2 separate regions of the Gossypium arboreum genome follow, and region 1 is linked to region 2. The links are chromatin contacts, called in public Hi-C maps. All regions are on one chromosome and are shown on one strand. The core of a region is the stretch at or near the end of the contact, and the rest is flanking DNA. Distances in the headings are between cores, read along the strand shown. Region 1 holds the start of LOC108489338 (ATP-dependent RNA helicase DEAH11, chloroplastic-like). Region 2 has its middle 49 kb from the start of LOC128282715.

Evidence for each region. A called contact is a pair of places that touch in the nucleus more often than the background predicts.
Region 1: a Hi-C map of leaf shows a contact between it and region 2, with 2.4 times the contacts expected there. The contact joins the promoter of LOC108489338 here to the enhancer-like site in region 2. A contact is called at or near these places in 2 of 5 Hi-C or Micro-C datasets (both in leaf).

What each region holds. Positions count from the first base shown.
Region 1 is chr10:17,545,540-17,550,980 of ASM2569848v2, reverse strand. LOC108489338 (ATP-dependent RNA helicase DEAH11, chloroplastic-like) reads right to left here and starts at 2,020. Exons shown (of 3, transcript XM_017793811.2): 1 at 785-2,020. The coding sequence starts at 1,711.
Region 2 is chr10:17,451,287-17,456,358 of ASM2569848v2, reverse strand. It overlaps the pseudogene LOC108488309. Among protein-coding and RNA genes, the nearest start is that of LOC128282715, 49 kb to the left of the region's middle. Within about 2 kb of position 1,983, at least 2 of the 2 cell types and tissues checked have an H3K27ac peak or open chromatin away from gene starts, as enhancers often do. A contact at or near this core is called in leaf, where this site is marked.

The DNA.
Region 1 (5,441 bases), core at 771-3,270, 95 kb before region 2:
AATGAGCAAAGAGAATATCCTAAAAATCTTGCAGTTATTTTCTACTACCGCATGGGAAGTTAAATGACTCTTTTTGTGTGTGTGTGCACGTGAGAGATTGATGACACCATGAATTTGTTAAGCCTCACTGCCAATTTAGCTGCTGATTCCTACTGGCTCATTAGTGGCTCTTACCCAGTGTTTTCAACCTTTATGATATCTCAATATTTTTGTATCCACTTCCTAGCTCTAAATACCATCTCAAATCCTAATCCCAGCACTTGAACTGCCTGCTCGTGCAACTGTCCATAGACTATCCTATATGTCATCTAATTAGTATTGAATTCCTCACTAATTTCACTAAACACAAGGATATTATCCAATACGGTAGCAGAAATCTTAAAAGTCCAGAAGAGAATTTATAGTGTTACATGTTCATCTAACTATAAATATGGAAGTCAACGCTGAATCATAAGTTAACATCTTTAGGTATAACCTTCTCTATTTTCAATTAATTAACACATGACATAAATGAACACAAAATAATATACAGACAATGTTAAGAAAATAATCGTTTGTTGAGTTTCACATGCTTTTTCAAGTCTTTGAACTCTAATTACACTGTCAAATTATAAGGTGATAATCCTTTGAAAGAACACATCTCGTGCATATATGATGATGGACTTTTTATCTCCAAACCAGCTTTCACATTCTTAAATTGCATCACTAAGGTTTTACAATATATATGATGATAATCCAAACCTATCTACCAAAACAGAAAAATGGAGGAGAAATAAATGATTACCTGTTGACCATGTATTCTAGTAAGAATTTCTTGCCTATAAGCATAAATAGGCAAACCATCTTCCAACCTTCTACATTCCCTCAAAATCAGTTGATGGATTAGCTTCCAATCAAGCTCTCCTTCAACCCTGTAAACCTTCACACCTTCATCCCCTTCCTCATTCCCAATTTCCCAAGTTTCCAAGCACCTCAACAAGCTGCTCATCCCTCCCTTAAACTCCTTCAACCGCTTCGAAATCGTAGACCTTTCCGCCTTTAAAGCTTTCTTCTTGTCATCCAACTCATAAAACATTCCCAGCGAATATTTCCTCTTACCCATTTGTCCAACCAAGTCAGCGATCTCATCGGATTTTTCATTGATTTTTTCCTGCCACTTCCTAACCAGTGCCCCTTCCATCAATCCCGTTATATGGCTCGAGAAAAGGGTTTTAAGGTTTTGATTGAGCTCCACCGTGTCAGAAGGCACGATGACGTTGGAAATAAGCTTGGGAGTATAATGGATGGACCCATCAAGGCGGGAACGCCATAAATGGATAATTGAAGAGAGGGTTTTGCTCCATTCTTGGAAAATTAGGGAAGCGGCGATTTTACCAGTGGTGTAAATGTGAGAGTTTTGGGGGGATGGGTCGAGTTGGGAAATAAGAGTTTGGAGGTCGTCCGGTTTGGAAGGAGAGGAGGAGAAGTCATGGACGAGTTGAATTATGAAGTTTGGGCAGTGAAGGGCGTTGGAGTTGACGGAACCATCGGTGGTGGATGCTGGCGGCGGAAAACGGCGGCGGTAGTATTTTTTGTTGACAGCCTGAAAATTGGGTACACAACGGAAATTGTTTTGGTAGCTAGATTGTTGGTGCTGGCGGTGGGGGTACGGTTTATGGCCACCCGGCGGCGGCGGGTGACGGTGGTTGGAGGATGAAGAGAAGTTCTTCATGGCATAGAGAAAACAGAACAAAATCTAGAAATTTCAGCTGTTTTTATTTTATTATTTCAGTTTTTATGGAAGTTGAAGCAGAGAAGAAGAAAGTGAGTCACTGAGTGAGCGAGCAAGCATGTAGAAGACAAAAAAAAGAAGAGGAAAATAGAAAAAGCAGTGTTCTTTTTAAATTTCTCTCTCTCTATATATTTAAAAATTAGGGTTTAAGACATTTCAATTTCTAGAAAATGAAATTTGAGGGAGTTAGGATTCCTGTTAAACATAGTAGTCGTATTGGTCAAGGAAGTATTATTTTACGAGTTAATTTCGATGTATTAATACTATATTAGATTCGTGTCATATGTTATGGAAAATATATGTAATAAATATATTACTAAAATTGATAAAAATTTTAGATATTATTAAGAATTATAATAAGTTGAAATTTAGGAAATTAAGAGATTATTTTTCTTGTATAATTTCATTTATATATATATTTTTCTAGGTTTGAGGGTAAATGATGAAAAATACAATATGATTTTTTCTCTTTTTTTTTTACTTTCACAATAGTAGTTACTCTCTTATTTTCTTTTCTTGTTTTCTCTTTCTTTCTCAAATTAACATAGTATTAAAATCACTTAAATCTCATCGCTGCTACCATTAAAATACCTAGTCTTAGCCAACCCTTCAATCAAGACCCTATCACTAGAATCTACACGTGTGAGCCATACATGCCACTACACCTTTTTTGCTTCTCTCCCACACGCCGACATGTAAGAGTGTGTAGGGCCTCATCCAACTACCATTTGTTGCTGCGAGTCTTTTTGGAGTGTCACCCGGCCTTGGCCAACTTCACTGGTGCTATCATTGCTCATTTTCGTTAATGTTTGATTTTTCTCTCTTCGTTTTCTACTATAGATCCTTCAAGTTCTATGAAATCAATCTTTTCTTCAATTCTAGCCATTACTACTATCAAACTTCAAGGAAATGATAATTATATTTCTTGGGTCACATTGGTTGAATTATGGTTTATAGACCAAGGGTATAAAGATCATCTAGAGATAGAGGCCTAAAATATTGATGAGAAAGATAAAGAGGCGTGGATTAAGATTGATGTACAATTATGCAGTTTATTATGGCATTCTCTCGAGTTGAAATTGTTCACTTTATTTTAGTCGTATAAACCTATTATAAAGTGTGGAATAAGGCTAAAAGGTTATATACTAATGGTGTTCAACGTATATACAAAGTGGAGACAGATCTGGTTCATCTATAGCAAAATCAACAGGATATGGTTAGTTATTTGGGACAAGTGGAGACCTCGAAAAATGAATTTAATTGTCTCATGCTTATCTCTGAAAAGTTTCTGATCAGTATAATAATGGGACAAGTTTTTTATAGTGTTAGCCTTTATTGAACTTAGAGCTTATTTGGCTCAAGTTCGGGATCAAATTATTTCCACTCTAGTGATTCCTACACTTAATGTAACGCCCTGATTAATTTATCCCTGTTTATGTAAATATTTGACACAACTATGTATCTATTTCAGTGGTTAAGTGTTCTGGGTTTGTGTGAGAGGTCTTGAGTTCAATTTTCACCTTGGAAATTTTTGTTATTTTTCTAATTCTAGCCTTACCCTTGTTAAGTGGGTTTATATTACATTGTTTGTTAATCCATATCAAAATAAGTTTGCTGGTTCGAGTGGTAAGGGAGTTGGTGTGTTGGAGGTCCTGTGTTTGAATCCTTGTGCGAACGAGGATGATATTTTTGCTCAGTTATGTGATAGAGTTTTGGTGGAACTGAAAGTCTGAGAAGGTTAAGTTAGTGGGGTAGTGGAAGAAAATCTGGGGACTTGTGGTCATATCTGCTTATTTTATTTTATTTTTATTTTTTTCTCCAAAATCTCTTCATCTTTTTCATGACGTTCATTTTTCGTTCTCTACAATTCTATTCCCTTTTGTTTTTCAATTCTATCATCATTCTTTAACTCTTGTCATTTCTTTTGGAACCTCGGTGCTCCTCACTCGGTTAAGGTAAGAAAGGTTACGTCTGTTGGGTTTCGTTTTCCTATAATGTGGGTGTTTTCTTTTTGAAGGCATTGGTGTAATCATGTGATCTAATTATTTTCTGTGATTATTTTGGTGTAGGAGAGGACGTGGTAAGATTTGTTCAGGCGATCTAAACCGTGTTAGTATTTGTTCTTGTCACTAGTAAGTTTCATACCTTATTTCAAGATTTTGTGTTGTCTCGTAAATTGGGTACTAAGTGGTTATTGGATTACTGTTTCTTAAGTTTCAGAGGGCTAGGGGTTGCTTTTACTGCGAAAATGTACCAGGTGTGTACCAAAACGCAGAATAATGAGTTTCGGCAAAAGTTGAAAAACTGTTCTGTTGAAGCCACACGGGCGTGTGGTCACCCGTGTGGTTGGCCGTGTACGAGACACGACCATGTGGTCGATAAATGTATGCCATGTGTAAGACACGATTGTGTGGTGGTGTGAGTGTGGCCGCGTGGGCCACACAGGCTAGGCCAAGTTGGGCGTGTGGGCCCATACAGGCGTATGGGTTTTGGGCCAGGTCGTGTGGGCCATACGGGTGAGGCCAATTTGGGCGTGTGGGCCCACACAGACATGTGGGCCATATTTCTGAAATTTTCCCTAGGGTCGCATGGGTTGCTCCAATCGACTATAGGGTCGGTAAGGGCTAATTAAACCTTATTTTGTATGCTATTATATTCTGATAGACTGATCTGAGTAGGATGCTAAATGTATGCTTGACTGAACTACTATATGTATGTCTATTATCTGTATATAAGCATATTGAACATGTTTAATCTGTTATATCTGAATCTGATTTTTGCATCTGTTATTGGGGATGGAATTTGTAAATGAGAAAGAAGTGTTCTGTGTGGCAATCATTGCCTATACTCTGGCAGCTTGGCTGCACATTATCTGACTTGTGTCGTATTGACACAATATTGGCACGAATATTGATCTTCGTTCTGGGTATCATCATTGAGAGTTAAGGAGGTGGATGTTCATAAGACTGCATTTACGACTCGTTATGGGCATTAAGAGTTTTTAGTTATGCCTTTTGGCTCCGGCTGCCTTCATGGATCTAATAAACTGAGTCTTTCAGCCATATTTTGATCAGTTTGTCGTGGTCTTCATCGACGATATACTGGTGTACTCTAAGACGGAGAATGAACATGATGAGCATCTTAGAGTAGTGCTCCAGATTCTCCGTGAAAAATAGCTCTACGCTAAGTTGAGGTAACTTTTCTAGGGCACGTGGTTTCTACTGAGGGGATTCGAGTTGATCCTAAGAAGATTGAGGCTGTGCTTGATTGGAAACAACCTAGGAATGTATATGAAATCCTTAGTTTTCTGGGTCTGGCAGGTTATTATCGGCGGTTTGTCAAGGGATTCTCTCTGATTGCAGCTCCTTTGACTAAGCTGTTGCGCAAGGGTGTTCTTTTTGTCTGGACTGATGCGCAGCAATTGGGCTTCGAGAATGATGCAGCCTAAATCTGGAAAAGAGTTTGTGGTGTACAATGATGCATCGCACGTCAATTTGGGATGTGTATTGATGCAAGATAGAAAAGTTGTGGCTTATGCATCCCTTTAGCTTAAGGCACATGAAAGGAATTATCCGACGCATGATCTCGAGTTAGTTGTTATGGTTTTTGCGTTGAAAATCTAGAGGCACTATTTGTATGGTGAGAGGTGTATTATCTACACTGATCACAA
Region 2 (5,072 bases), core at 734-3,233:
TTTTTTATAAATATTCAAACATCAATAAGTTGATTTTTTATTTTTAACCGAGAATTAGTCCCGGTGTGAATAATGTGCTACCGCTTAACGAGGAGATTCTCGGGCATAAGCGAAAACCTTTCCCTCTAAAAATCATTCAAATATATATTAATAAATTAAATAAATAAAACATATCGGATATTCAGTCTGCTTTATCAATAAAAGGCATGTAAATACATCTGCTACGTTCAGCATACTTATACGATTACATTCTTCAATTAGTGTAAAAATTTTAAATCAAAAAATTAAACCAATATGCCATTCCCAAAACATCATCGCAAAGTGTTATTATCATATATGAAATTACCAACTCAAACAACAACATATCAACTCAGACTTGCTTATATCTCCTGATAAGTCGTGTTGCAGGTTGAGTTAATATTTAAACCATAAATATGTCCCAATTTTTCTTGTTTGGTCTCCAAGTATGTTTTGTTGTCTTTAGTTATTGGGTTCAATAATGGAAGCCTGTCGGAAATCGCCAAACCATAACCTTTAAGACCGACGTACTTTGCTGGATTGTTTGTCATCAGACTCATTGTATGAACACCAATATCTCGTAGTATCTGCAGAAAATCGAACACTACATTCAGCAATTTAACAGTGCGAGCAAGTGAAGGAAACTGTGTTTTATAGAATTCAACACTGCACATATGGTGTAGGTAACAAAGACAAATGGCTAAAGAAATCTTACTTGTGCACCGATGTCGTATTGCCGAGAATCAATAGGTAAACCAAGCTCTTCATTGGCCTCAACTGTGTCGTGTCTAAAGGTGAGCATGGGTCGAGCCACCCGGCCCGGTTTGAAAGTCCGCTCAAAATGTGGAAGGGTTTGGACAAAAATATAGGCCCGAAAAATGGGTTTGGACAAAAAAATAAGGCCAGTTTAAAAAAAGGGATGGGTCTCGGGTAAGGCATTTTTGGCCCAGGCCCGACTCGGCTCGAATTCACTAAAAAATAAAAAAAATTAATTTTTTAATATTATTTTCTTGTTATTTTCTCCTTATTTTGCTACCATTTTATTATTATATTGCTACTATTTTGTTGTTATTATTTGGATATTGTGTAAAACTTATTTTATTGTTAATTTTGTTATTATTTTAAAGACATTTGTTAATTTTGTTATTATTTTAGAGACATTTGCTTGTTAAGTTGCATCTATGTTAGTGTTATTTAAGTATACATATTTTTTAAAAAAATTTAATTTTTGGGAAATATTTATTTTGATGTTTTTATTATTTTTTATGTATTATATATATTTTAAAATTATATAAAAATTAATATGGGCGGGTCAGGTCGAGTTGGGGCAAAATTTTAAGCCTATTTTTCGAGCAGAGCCGAGCTTGAAGTCTAACAAACGGGCCTAAATTTTTAGTCGAACCTGACCCGACCCGTCCCATGCTCACCTCTAGTCGTGTCGATCATCTTGTAGTTATAAGCATAAAGCTTGTGGCCTAAACCGATCCCTCTACCTTCATGTCCACGAAGATAAACTAATACACCCCGTCCACTTGCCTCAATTTGCTTCATTGCTAGTGCTAACTAGTTTCCACAATCACATCTGGCAGACCCAAATACGTCGCCGGTAAGGCACTCGGAGTGTACCCTCACGAGAATATCTTGGCCATCACTAATTTCACCCTGCACGTTACGCAGTCCAGTCGTCAACGTCCTACTCATACAACCTGGTCAGACTGATAAAGTTTTCGCATGTGGCTAATGACACAACAAACTATAGTAACGGCATATAAGAATACTTTTGAATTCCCAGATTTTAGAACTGGTTAGTGTTGCTTACTAAACAAAAATAAGAAACAGATAAGGTAGTGAATATTCAGATGAAATACTGACTTTAACCATCGCTATGTGCTCAATCCCATCTAGCAATGACCTATAACAGTATGCTTTAAATGGACCCTACATTGTGGGTATCAACGCAGCAGCAGCCAGCTCCACCAGCCTCTCTCTTTTCCTTCTATATCTGTCAATTATTGTAATATAAATAACTTCACTAAATGGGTCACTTTGATAGCCAACAAATGGAAGAATAAAGATCAGTTGTGATGATGATGATGTTCCTCCATAGCTGCTATAAAAGAGTTGGTCACCGTTCTAACACGTTTATGTTCACCTTCAAAGAAACATTTTCCCTATACTTAAGTCATAACCTTATAAACACCAATGCTTTAGTTTGAGTAGACTTAAGTGGTAAGAAGAGCAAGTAAAGGCCCTAACTTTAACAACAAGATCACCCCTTAGGAAAAAGGATACTATCAGTGTACCTGATTATATCAGCGATAGAAATAATCTTCAATTTTTCAGCCTGAGCGAATTCACGAAGCTTTGGCAACCTAGCCATTGAGCCATCATTATCCACAATCTCACATAAAACTGCCACAGGTTCTAGCCCAGCTAATACAGCTAGATCAACAGAAGCTTCTGTGTGCCCAGCTCTTTTTGGCACCCCTCCCTCCCTGTACTTCAGGGGAAAGATATGACCTGGGCGATTGAAATCTTCGGGTTTTGAGTCTTTAGACGCCAGTGCCAGTACGGTTGTCGCCCTATCACAAGCAGAGACACCCGTTGTTGTACCATGCTCTGCATCCTGTATGAAATCAATGTAGTTTATCTCCAAACAAGGATACCAAGCACAACAATGAAACAAGAATCCACCATTAAATGAAAGTCTCATATTGTAATAAAAACCCTCGTATTTTGGCAAATATAAAAGGTGTAGCTTTCACATGTACTTTGAATAAAGCGAAGAACATACCACTGACACAGTGAAAGCCGTACAAATTTTTTCCTCATTCTCCTTCTGGGTTACCATTAATGGTAGCTCTAACCTCTCCAAATCTTCAGCTTTCATGCTCACACAAACAATTCCAGTTCCATGCTTGACAATAAAGGCCATGGCCTCAGGAGTTGCCATTGATGCTGCCATTATCAGATCACCCTCATTTTCTCTATCTTCATCATCTACAACAATTACTAACTGCAAATTTTCCTCAATTAGCAGTGTGATAATAACATCGAATTCAAACATGTAACTAGGATAAACAATCCTTTCCTTGACGAATATCTTCAATGGCTTCCTGGATGGAAGCAAACCCTTGTGTAGGATGACCCAAGTCGTATTCATCAGCAAAGAAACCATTAGTCACAAGAGTTATTTCGGCTGCAAGTGTTTCGAAACTTATGGCATTAGGCTGTACCTCAATCCCAGCTTGCTGGTCAACAAGTCCATCGACAAAACTAGCCTTCCCTACAACAACTCCAATACTCTTAGGATAAGATAGCACATCCCCTTCTCCTGATACCAAAGCAGCTCTGACTTTACCACACCCATGAAACTCGAGCCCATCTTTCTTGTACAACTACTTGCAAACAGAAAAGGGTTGCACCTATTTGCTGTAGTTACTAGATTCCCATAATCGTACCGTCAAAATTAAACAGAAGGATAAAAAGAAATGAACCATGAATACTTACCACCAAAATATATAGCTAAGGAAATCCAAACCCAAATATTAAGAAAGAATACTTAAGAAATTGTTTTACTTTCATAGTCAACTAGTCCTGTTTCCTTATATAACACACTTTAAGAAATGGTCTCAGAGAACTCAGTTAACAATTTTCTGATATTTAAATGATGAAAATTATCAACCTTTATTCCAATTAACCAAAGATTCCAAAGCATACAAAGGAAACCCCTGAAGAAACATTATTTAATTAAAATTTACATATTAAACATAATTGGAAAAACAAAAATGTTATGGGAGAAAAAGAAAGAAGTTAGTGTAAATTGGAGAGAGCCATTGAGGAAGAATTGAGATTAATGATATGAAAGAAAGTTTAGAGCTTTATTGGAGAATCATGGTCATAGCCACCGCCATGAAGTGGGGAAGAGCGAGGAAAAGCGCTGAGTTTTGTGTGGATGATTCAAAATTTGAGCTGACGTGGATCTTTTTGGATAATTATTTCTCATTTACCACCTTCATATCCTTGACTTTGTCTTTATGAAATGATCCTAAAGGATCGGATTTTGGGTAAGGTATCTAATAATAGTATTTATTTTGTTTTAAGTTTAATATTCAGTCATTGATTAGGGTTTCATCATTTCCTGTAATCTTCGAAATTTTAAAACTTTTAAAAATTTATTAACCTACCTGAATTAATCTCGTTTGATTCATGACAAATACTATAGTAATATTCTTTTCTTTATTTTAGTTCAAATAAATTTAAAAGAAAACAAAAATAATAAATAAAATACAATACCAACACTAACGTAATAACAAACATTACCGTAAAACTAATATTCGTGGCAACAAAATGACATCAATATTATTTTTCAAAATATTCTTCCTTTCACCCATTGTACCATTTATTTAAAATTTTTACACATATAATATATTCTTTATTATTTTTAATTACTTAATTTAATTATTTTCATTTGAACCAAATTAACTAACTTTTACAAATTCCTAACTAAATTAATTTCAACAAACAACTAATTCGATTCGAATAGAAATTGCAGGTGATTTTTAATATATATTTAACATGAGTGTGAAGATGTCATTATTTGAAGAATTTTGAGATAGATGAAAATTTTAAAGAAAATTTCGCACCACTCCAACCACTTAAATTTTATCATCAATTTTTTACTTTGTCAAATTTGTAAATTTAATCCTTATATATTTTAATTTGATTATTTTTAGTCTTTAAATTTTTAAATTTTTAAATTTTAATCTTCATCAAATTATAACTATTAAATTCGTTTAGTTAAATTCTACTATTTCTAAAATTTGATGTGAGAAATATATTATCATATGTGTAATACTATGTCACTTATTATTTTCACATAGTACCCACTAAAAATTTAGTTAATGGATTAATGACAGTCACTTGTGTTAAGATTGAAATTTCAAAATTTGATGATATAGGGACTTAGAATGATTTAATTAGAGAATATGGACTAAATCTATAATTGTACACATAGTATAGGATTAGTAATTGATTTTAACCAAACATATTTA